Linked DNA regions of Rattus norvegicus: all the other regions are linked to region 1. The links are chromatin contacts, called in public Hi-C maps. All regions are on one chromosome and are shown on one strand. Each heading gives the region's core, a stretch centred on a gene start, on an enhancer-like site or on the middle of the called end of the contact. The rest is flanking DNA. Distances are from core to core; before and after follow the strand shown.

Region 1 (3,211 bases), core at 515-3,014:
TAGTAACTGAGTGGTTTCTTTCTGCTATAAGTACAAAGCATAAAAAGTTCATTATCCACATCCCCCTTCCCAGAAAATGGAGTTGCCTCCGCTCTCCAAAGCATGCCAGTTTTCCCTGCTTCCAGGAAGCCCATTTCTACCCATCCGTGAGGAACTTCCTTCAATACCCTCAAGGTGATTTATCCTTCTATGGCAGTCACCCAAATGATTTCTGGGTAATTGTGGACACACAGTTCACTGACAAGGAAATAGGAATAACCTTGAGGGGAAATGTAAATCATAAACACAAGCTTTTCATCTCAGTAGACAGGTGAGTAAAACTCTTTAAAATGCATCAAGTATGCAGAGTTGAGGGAGAGGTGAGTTGAAACAGTCTACAGTTCACAAAACCAGGACCACATCTTACATAGTGGTATCTCTACCGACTGTCCCTAGACACTCACAGACACGTGCCCTGGAAGGTGTGCACAAGAGTGTGTAGATGTGCTCTTGGGAATAGTAAACGGAAGCAACTGATGTGTCCATAGCACCGTAGTACAAACGTGATACAAATAGTTACTTAATGAACTGTAGCTGCATGCAGAAGTAACACTTTAAAATTATGGCTTTGGTGAGGGTACTTGCAGAAAACCTGCTAAAAGTTATTTATAGAGATAGAAATATACAATGATTATACACAGGAGCGTATCAAAACGGAAAAGCATAAAAATGCTAAAAACAAATAAAAAAATCTAGTTAAGGTTGGGAGGACCGTTCATGGGAGAGCCTGGGAACTATAGTTTATGTTCTAATTCAGTAATGTGTTTTTTATTTTTACAGTGTTAAATAACCTTTGCTTGGGACAGCTTGTTTGTATAGCCCTGGCTATCCTGGAAGTCACTCTGTAGACCAGGCCACCTGCTTCTGCCTCTGCAGGGACTAAAGGCATGCATCACCAGACTAGATTGCATGCATATTTTTATTGTGATAAGATGTTTAGCATAAAATTTCCATATTTCATTCTAAGCATTTTTAAGTGTTTAAACACATCCACCTTTGTGCACAACCACCCATCTCTCCCATCACCCCATCTCTAGCATTTACCACCACTGTGCTTTAGGTTAACCAAGAAATCATTGCTGGGGCTGGAGACATGACTCAGTCATTTGGAGCCTCTTGCCAAAGACCCTGAGTTCCATTCCTAAGCTGACAACCATCTGTAACTCCAGTTTCCGGGTATCTGATGCGGTCTTCTGACCTCCACAGGGACCAAGTATGCACACAACGTGTATATATGAATGTATATAATATATAAATGTATAACATTTTTGCAAATATATGCAAAACATTCATACACATAAATCTTAAAAAAGAATCATTGCCAAGTCCAACGTTTTGACTCAGTTTTCTTCTGTTTCCCCGTTTTACCTCTTAAATCTTCGACCCCTTTAAATCAAATTTTCACTCTTTTTTTTGTATCACAAGAAATTTTTAAAAACAAAATCATGAGTATGGATCCAGAAGGGACCTTCCCGCTTTACAAAGAACCTGGAATGGAGGACAAATAGCGTGTCACATTCAACCGCTGCTACAGGGAGCTAAAATCAGCTTCTCCATTTAGCAATGGGAAGGTTTTGACAGTTAGCCAGCAGCTAACAAGCCACCCGGAAGCCCAGGAGTTCCGATAGGCGGGCGGCTGGCTCGGGTCCACCCATAACCACTCCGGCTCGGGGTCATTCCCCGCGCTAGAGGCCGGAGAGTTCTAAATTCCGGAACGGTGACCAGGAGATCGGGTAGGAGGGACAGCCGGGGCAGCTAAGCCGGTTGCTTTGGACTCCGCTCCGCTTCAGGGTGTTATCCAGGCCTAGGTTTTATTCTGCTCTCGCCCAGAAGGCTCTCTGGGACAGCCCCGGAAGAGGCGGAGCATAGAGAAGACTAGGCTCTGATTGGCTGTTCAGAGCAAGGCAGGCTAGGCGCGAGTTTTGGTATCCCGGGTTTTGGGAATGGTAGGATGGCGGCTCGGAGAAGTTTGAGATACTCGGGGGACCCCGGGTAAGTGCTGCCGCCCCGAAATCCTCTCGGGATAGGCTTGACCTGTTCCAGAGATTCCCCCAGCCCCGGGTCCTAGAACCGTGGGGAGGAGATACAATTCCATGAGTCAAGCTGTGTGGTAGAGGAACTCAGACACCAGCGTCGCTTCATGTGACAAATATTAAATATTAATCATCTCTGGCCTGTCGTCATTGCTTTTTATTTCCAAGACCCAGCTGTTTTCATAATAGAAAACATGGTCTCTGATGCAAACCAAATCTCTAGCGAGGGACCAAGCAGCCGTTTCTTTAGAGCTTGGACTGGCCTTGCCTAATTCCTAAAAGGATATTCAGGGTGCGGCCTGAATCTTTTTATTATAAAGAGAAGTGCGCTGAAAAGAGGTGACTAAGCCGCTTCGAAAGATTAGTTCGACCAGCTCCTGGCGAAGGATCTTCTGGGCGTGTCTGGTGTCCAAAGCCTGGTAGAGATCTGGATAGAAAGGTCTCCCCTGCGTAGCGGGTCTTGTGTAGGAAGATTACTTGTGGAAGATGGTGCTTGTAGCTAACCACAGGACAGAGTTGGTGGGGATCCACACTCAGGGAGCAGTGGGGAGGAAGATTTAAAAAGAAATTTAGGGGGCTGGAGAAAGGACTCAGTGGTTAAGAGCACCGACTGCTCTTCTAGAGGTCCTGAGTTCAAATCCCAGCAACCACATGGTGGCTCACAACCATCTGTAATGAGATCTGATGCCCTTTTCTGGTGTGTCTGAAGACAGCTACAGTGTACTCATATATAATAAATAAAAATCTTTTAAAAACAAAGAAATTTAGGGAGAGGGCAAAGGAGCTTATCAGGGGATGCTGGTTTGTGCTTTTAATTTTTGGTTGTTCGAGACAAAATTTCTCCGTGTAACCCTGGTTGTCCTGGAGCTCACGCTGTACCAGGCTGGCCATAAACTCAGAGATCACCTGCCTCTGCCTCCCAAGTGCTGAGATTAAAGGCATGAGCCACCACCGCTGGGCAAGGGAAAGGAGCTTAAAACTTGATCTGCTAAATCAGTGTTGTTTGTTTCAACATCTTGAAGTTTGAAATTTATGAAATCCGTTCATCCATCACTCCTAAAACACACAGGTGCATACAGCGAGATTATATAAATGGTTACTATAGAGATTTCCTTCCTTTGGAAGCTGCTCCAGGACTC
Region 2 (3,211 bases), core at 216-2,715, 410 kb after region 1:
TGGTCTTCCTGGATTTCTCCCCAGTAAATTAGGGGCACCAATGTCTTGAACCGGGGTCTCCCACGGTGCTTCCCAGATTTTTCCACCTAGTCAACCTGGGGTAGATATTTGGAAAATAAAGCTACAGAAGGAGCATTCTTTCTTAACACGGATAACCCGCGCGTGTGTGTTTTTTAAATCTCGCAGGCTTACGCCCAGTTCTCGGTGCTGTGTTGGTGTGGGCATCGACAGGCCTAGGCACTTATACATAAATAAATGAGCCTCCGTGTAATCATTCGGGAACTGGAGTAGACATATAAAAAGCCCAAAGGGTTACCCATGCATGTTGTAAGATCAGATCTTGGCATTACAGACAGTTGTGAGCTGCCATGTGGTTACTGGGAATTGAACCCGGGTCCTCTGGAAGAGTAGGCAGTGCTCTCAACTGTTGAGCCATCTCTCCACCTCTTTCCATATGAATTTCAATACCTTTTTTGTGAAAAATGACATTGGAATTTTGATGAGAATGGCACTGGGTCTGTAGGTGGTCTTCGGAGCATAGCCATTTCACAGTAGCCATTCTTTCAATCTATAAGAGTGGAAGAAACCAGTTTCCCCTGCCACATTCAACTGCAGAGTATGCGGAAATGAATGTGCCACTTGGACTAAATCAGAGGTTCTTCTTACCAGGGAGTGACAAAGTAAAGGAGGACAGATATTGAATGTTTAGGCAAGGGAAGAGTTGGCACAATCTCTCGGGAGAGTGAGACCTGTGGAGGAAATATGAAATATGAAAGGGAAGAAAAGATGGATGTGGCAGTGAAGGCCGGTACTTGGGAGACAAAGGCTGGGAGGGTCAGAGGGTTGGGAGTTCAAGGTAATCCTTACATAATGAGTTGGAGACCAGCCTGGGCTACATGAGAATCTGTCTCGAAGAAAATGTAAAAGAGACAGAAGGCCATTAGGTGAGAGGGAGGACAGCCTAGAGATGGCAGGAACAGTAGATGGAAGGACTTAATCAAGTCAGTGGGTTACAGGCAAAGGTTAGAAGGAGCACTGAAGAGGTGAATAAATGATGGGGCAGAAGACATGCGGGGCAGTTGTGGGTCACAGCGTAGTAGTGTCTCAGGGTGAAGCATATGACAGCATTATCAGAGTGGTTTAGAAGAATTAGTGATATCAGTTGCTGGTGACTTCTAGCCCCTACCGACTTCTAAAATCAAGTCTTACAGGGGCCGGAGAAATGGTTCAGCAGTTAAGAGCATTTACTACTTCAATAGAGGCCCTGAGTTTCCTCTCACACCAGTCTGTAACTCCAGCCCTAAGAGGTCCAATGCCCACTTCTGACCTCTGCAGGCACCTGCACACCCACGGGATACACGTGCCGTGGTAATAACTGCTTTCCCATTCTGTGGTAAAACACAGTGAAGCCAGGCACCCTGTGTAACAGAAAGTGTTTGATCAGGCACATGGTTCACTGGGTTAGAGTCCATGACGGAGTGGCCTCAGGAACAACTGAGAGTTCATATCTCAAACCACAAGCAGGAGGCAGAGAACACACTGGCAACAGCATGAGTGATTTAAAATCTCAATGGTCCGAGTGACGAGATCATGTCTCCAACCAACTGAGGAACCACGTCTTCGAACGGAGATTTATGGGAGACATCTCAGACAAACACAAGTAAAAGATTTAAAAACTCTTTAAAGATAAAGTTGGATTGAAATGTCTATTTGCATATTTCCTGTTCTCATTTGAATTTTTCAGGGCAATATCAAACACAGAATATAATAGATTATCTATTTTGTCTCTTAAAGGAAAAGTATTATCCACATTACACTGACTTATTGTGTATTTTGTGCAGATTTTGAGTGACCATTCATGTTCTATGACAGTGACAAGGGACTGTGAGCCAAAGTTGTTTCCTATAATAAATATTCATGGTACAGAATATTAAAACTATGAAAGCAAACATGTCTACATCACAGAAAGTCCCTTTCTGCTAAGGTTTCAGATGACAGGATGGAAAAAGTATCTTTGTAAACACCACTGAACTACCCTATTTCATTGTAAGATGGGCAGGGGGACTGTCCTGTGGTCACCTAGGGCCGATGTATGTGGCAGAACACTCAGAATTCTTATTTCTGTGCTGGCTGTGAGTTCCAGCTGTGCTATGCCATTCCAACGTAAGGGAAGAAGGGTGTAAAGAAATACTTTGAGATCCACGTGCAGATGTCTGATGTCTTATCTCCGAGAAGACGGTTTTGAAGGTCCCTTCTGCTCCTGTAGCTGAACTGCTGCCATGAGAATTCTCGACCCCAATGACCAGCTAATCTTCTCACATTACTTACAAGACCACAGACAAGTCAGAGTGTTCTCATTACTGTCCAAATGTTCATTTACTTCTGGATCTTGTGAACTTTCAGGATCGTAATCGGAATGTATGAAAAAAATGTGTTTTCAATAAAAAAATTTTTTTGGTTAATGGATTTGAGATGTGATTTCCGTCAATGTGTGCTTTTTCTTTTAAGTATTATCTTTATCACACTTACTTTTACTTTGTGACTATGTGAATCACTTTCTTGGTGGTTACTTCTACTACAGTCTGCTTAAAATTATTGCTAATGGTTTCTTATGATCATAAACTGTTCTGGCCTTGTTTAGTAAGAACCGAGCCCTGCTTTTGTGTGTGAGGAAGTACAGACAGTATCTCCCTAGCTCTAGGAGTCCTGTAATGTCTCCTTGCTTTCTCATGTCAGCAATCATATTAGCTTCCGGTAAACATCTCAAGTCGTATGCGTCATATTCAAAGTTCTAAATACACTTCCAACATCTCCTGGCAGTTACTGATACGGCAAAAGGCTGAAGCTCACGAATTTTGCACTTGTCTCTAGCTTCAAAAGCTTTGCGGCATTTACTTTGGAAAATAAAACACTTCTGAAAGAAAGTGTCCCAAAAGCTTTCATTTGAAACATAACTAATTTGCCTTGGGAATTATAATTTTGGGGCAGGGACTGTCCGTTTCAGAAAGTTGTTCTGATTTTTATGAACATTGTTTTAACTCAGTTGTTCTAGATGGTTCTGTGTTCTCTGACATCTTCCTGTCACTTTTCTTTGTTACCCATTGCTGCACCTCTTGTGGGTGGAGGGTGGGGTGAGTGGGGGGTTGGGAGGTGGGAGGAGAGGGGCTCAAGTTAAAGGCCAATGACTGGTTCGGGCTGACAGTTAGTGGGA
Region 3 (3,211 bases), core at 313-2,812, 300 kb after region 1:
ACATAACGCAATAATGCATTCCATAAAATATATCATCTCCCTCCCGAGGATGTTCTCAAGGTAGTTTGGCAATATGTATTCCAAGGCAGATGTTAAAACTAGGGCTGAAGTGGCAAGATTCTGGAACTGTTGCTCTGGGAGAGCCCTTGGGTTATCTGATCCAAGTCCAAATCACTTTCTTCCCTTTAGCTGCTTGTTGGAAAACAGACTGGAAAGGTTAAATCAATTATTCCTGTATCTGCTCCTAATACGTAGATATTTCAGCTTATTCTGACCACTCTTGCAAAGTAACTTCCATCCTTTTTATCCCGTTGTATTGGAAGTCAGTTTGAAAAGTATCCAAACTAATAAAAGAGGGAAGTGACATAATCCACGATGACATTTTGGCAGTCATATTGATCTGGAAGCTGCAGCTACAGCGAGCTCATTTGTCATGTAAAGAGTCATTCCGGAAATGGCCATGGTGGATGAAAGTCAAGAGAACAAAACTGAGGACTTGGAGCCGACTGTGCAGGAATAGTGATAAAACCCGCCATTCTCTGAGAGCAAGCTTTAGGATCCTCAGACGTGAGCACCTGCATCCCCTAGGCTGAAGGCCCCTCAAGGCCACTTTCTCAAAAAAGGGTTAGAAACTGGTATCATAGCACGCCTCACGGTGCTGTAACAAAACACGCAAGGCAATCAGCTTTAAAAGAGCTAAAGATGGTGTAGCTCACAGTTTCAAGAGCTTTGAGACTGTGACAGAACAGAACAGCATGGCCAGGACTATGTGGCGGAGCCAAGCTGCTCAGACCATGGTGGAAGGGAAGGGGGAAAAGACAGGAAGTGCTAGGGTCCCCGTATCCCCTGCATAGGTGTGAGTGTGATGGTCTTACCTCTTAAAGTTTCCAACCCATTCCAGTGTCTCTGTCATCTGGGGACTAGATATTCAGCACTTGAGCCTTTGGGGGACAGTTAAGATCCAAACCCTTATGCCCAATTCCTGAAGTGGAGGGTTTCCACAACCATGACACAGACCATTGAATTTAATTTAGAAATGATTTTCTCCAGTCAGCGTCTGTGTCAGCCAAAAACACAAGGGCAAAATATGTGTACCTTTACTTAGCCACAACTTTAGTCCTCTAGTTGAATGCTGAGTATTTACAGGAAATTAACATTCTTATTCCCCTCCAGGTCTATTCAAAGTCTTACGGAGGAGTTTAACCTGGCATCTAACTTCCAAAGCTTCCAACAACTGTGGGTTGGACTTGTGGGACCCTAGAACCCTGGTGTCAACAGCTTCTTTCTTTGAATCTCCTGCTATCTTTTGTGTGTTTGCTTTTATTTGAAGGGGAAAGGCATGGGAGACTTTAGAATTTATGGAGAGTCTTTAAGATGAGAGTGTGCCTGGTATGTGTGGAAGGAAGGGAAACTTAGGCCTCAGAGCACAAACAAAACCAAGCAGGAAAATAGGAAGGAGCTCTTGGCGGTTTGCCAGCAGGGAGGTAGCCTCTGTGCTGTTTGTGACTCTGGGATCCAAAGGACAGTTCAGTTTTCTACCCTCTGCTGACTCAGTCCACCACTTGGCAAGGTTCTCAACATCTCCGTTCCCCATTTTTTTTTCCTTCCTCTTGGAAGTGACTCTCTTGCCTCCTCTGGAGGCCGAACTGATGTGGCTTTTGTGTTTGGAGAGAAGTTTCCTTTTCTGGTCTTCGTTTACTTCTGCCTGAAAACATTTCTGGTGCCTATTGTCAGTGCGTCTCCATAGCTCAGATCACTGTTAGCTAAAACTTGGGCTTTGCAGTGGGATTCGTGACCCCTACATGGGGATGTGTTGGGCAGAACATTGTGAGGTGGAGGGACAAAAGTTGATTTTTGGTCAGCCTGGGCAATCTCCCAGGCCTGTCTGAAGTCTCTGAAGAACCGTGGCTCGGGCTGATGCAAATCCCTTCCTGGAGGAGACGTTTGGATCTGAAGTGCTTGCTGCCTGTCTCAGAAATGCACTGGGGGGGGGGGGGGACCAGTTTGTCCCTTTGTTCTTCAATTTGCTATATGCAGAGAGCCTGGTCCCTGGGCTGTGCTCTGAATGAAGGAGAACATATTGCCAGATGAGAGCAGCTGTTTTCTGATTTAGGATCCTGGTAAGGATGAACAAGACCTATATATACAGGCTCCAAGTAGAGTCTAGTCATAGATCTTCACAAATGCCCAGCTCTTGTCAGCAAAATAAATGAAATGGCAAAATGACCCACAAAAGTCTGCGAATTTTAGATGTTCTACCCTCTATGCATTAATTTTTGCAATGTCGTTAAACATCAGGAAAAAAACCCGTTCAGTATCATTTATTTTTTAATTTATAAAACAACATACAGATGATGCGCGATCGCCAGTTACTGAATTAGACTCTGTTGAATCCAGCCCAACACGCAAACTCAGTGTTAAAAAGCAATCACATCACAGGCACTGTATGTCAGCTCTGTGGTGGGCCTTTCAAAACCCCCAAACGCTCTGTCCCTCATCCTCCAATCCTCACTGAAGGTGACAGGTAACTGTAGCTCACTGTGGTTAAGAACTGCTCTCCGTGCCTCATAGCTGGCAGGTCCAATCGGGTTTATATTATCTCTTGCTCTGGAACAGTATGGCCATAAACATAATATTCCCACAGTAAAAACTCAGTTTCTGGGTTGGGGATCCAGGTATGGCTTAGCTGGGTCCTTTGCAGCAGAGCCTTGCTAACCTGTCACCAAGCTTTGGCTAATGCTGCAACCCATCTGAGATTCAACTGTTGAGCCAGTAGCTTCCCGAGGCATTGGCCAGAACTGAATTCCTTGCAAGTGGGGAAGAGCAGAGATTCCCAGTTTCTTGCCAGCTTTTACCTGGAAGCAGCCCTTACTTAAATTTGCTGTGCGGGCCTTCCTAACACTGCGGGCAAGCAAGAGAGTGCCCATAAAAGACAGGCTGAGTCTTCCACGACGATGTGAGCATGCTCAGAGAATAGTTACATCGTTGATGTGTTCCGTTGGCTAAAAGCAAGTCATAGCTCCTAACGGTACTGAGGAGGACAGGTCCCAAAGACAGTAAACACTCAGTGAAGATCTTGGGGCATCTGCAACATGGCCACCTGCTATAACTCCAGTGGAAACTGGATCTCTATAAATCTAAGGGGAAGATGCTAACAATAGGCGGGAACAAAGAGAGATTCAGAAAGCTTCTTGGAAATTTCACCGGGTCT

The links. Hi-C and Micro-C count contacts between places; a contact is called where the count stands out from the background.
Region 2: a Hi-C map of liver shows a contact between it and region 1, with 5 times the contacts expected there. The contact joins the enhancer-like site here to the promoter of Cenpu in region 1. A contact is called at or near these places in 7 of 12 Hi-C or Micro-C datasets (Schwann cells, frontal cortex, kidney and 3 more).
Region 3: a Hi-C map of the A7r5 cell line shows a contact between it and region 1, with 2.5 times the contacts expected there. The contact joins the enhancer-like site here to the promoter of Cenpu in region 1. A contact is called at or near these places in 2 of 12 Hi-C or Micro-C datasets (the A7r5 cell line and Schwann cells).

The regions. Positions count from the first base shown.
Region 1 is chr16:52,470,215-52,473,425 of GRCr8, reverse strand. Cenpu (centromere protein U) reads left to right here and starts at 1,764. Exons shown (of 13, transcript NM_001025673.1): 1 at 1,764-2,031. The coding sequence starts at 1,991.
Region 2 is chr16:52,060,210-52,063,420 of GRCr8, reverse strand. LOC102551895 (a long non-coding RNA gene) reads left to right here. Exons shown (of 3, transcript XR_360468.5): 3 at 1-152. Among named protein-coding and RNA genes, the nearest start is that of Ptmal4, 34 kb to the right of the region's middle. Within about 2 kb of position 1,465, at least 3 of the 93 cell types and tissues checked have an H3K27ac peak or open chromatin away from gene starts, as enhancers often do. A contact at or near this core is called in liver, where this site is marked.
Region 3 is chr16:52,174,847-52,178,057 of GRCr8, reverse strand. All of the region lies in intron 7 of Irf2 (interferon regulatory factor 2), which reads left to right. Among named protein-coding and RNA genes, the nearest start is that of Irf2, 110 kb to the left of the region's middle. Within about 2 kb of position 1,562, at least 38 of the 93 cell types and tissues checked have an H3K27ac peak or open chromatin away from gene starts, as enhancers often do. A contact at or near this core is called in the A7r5 cell line and Schwann cells, where this site is marked.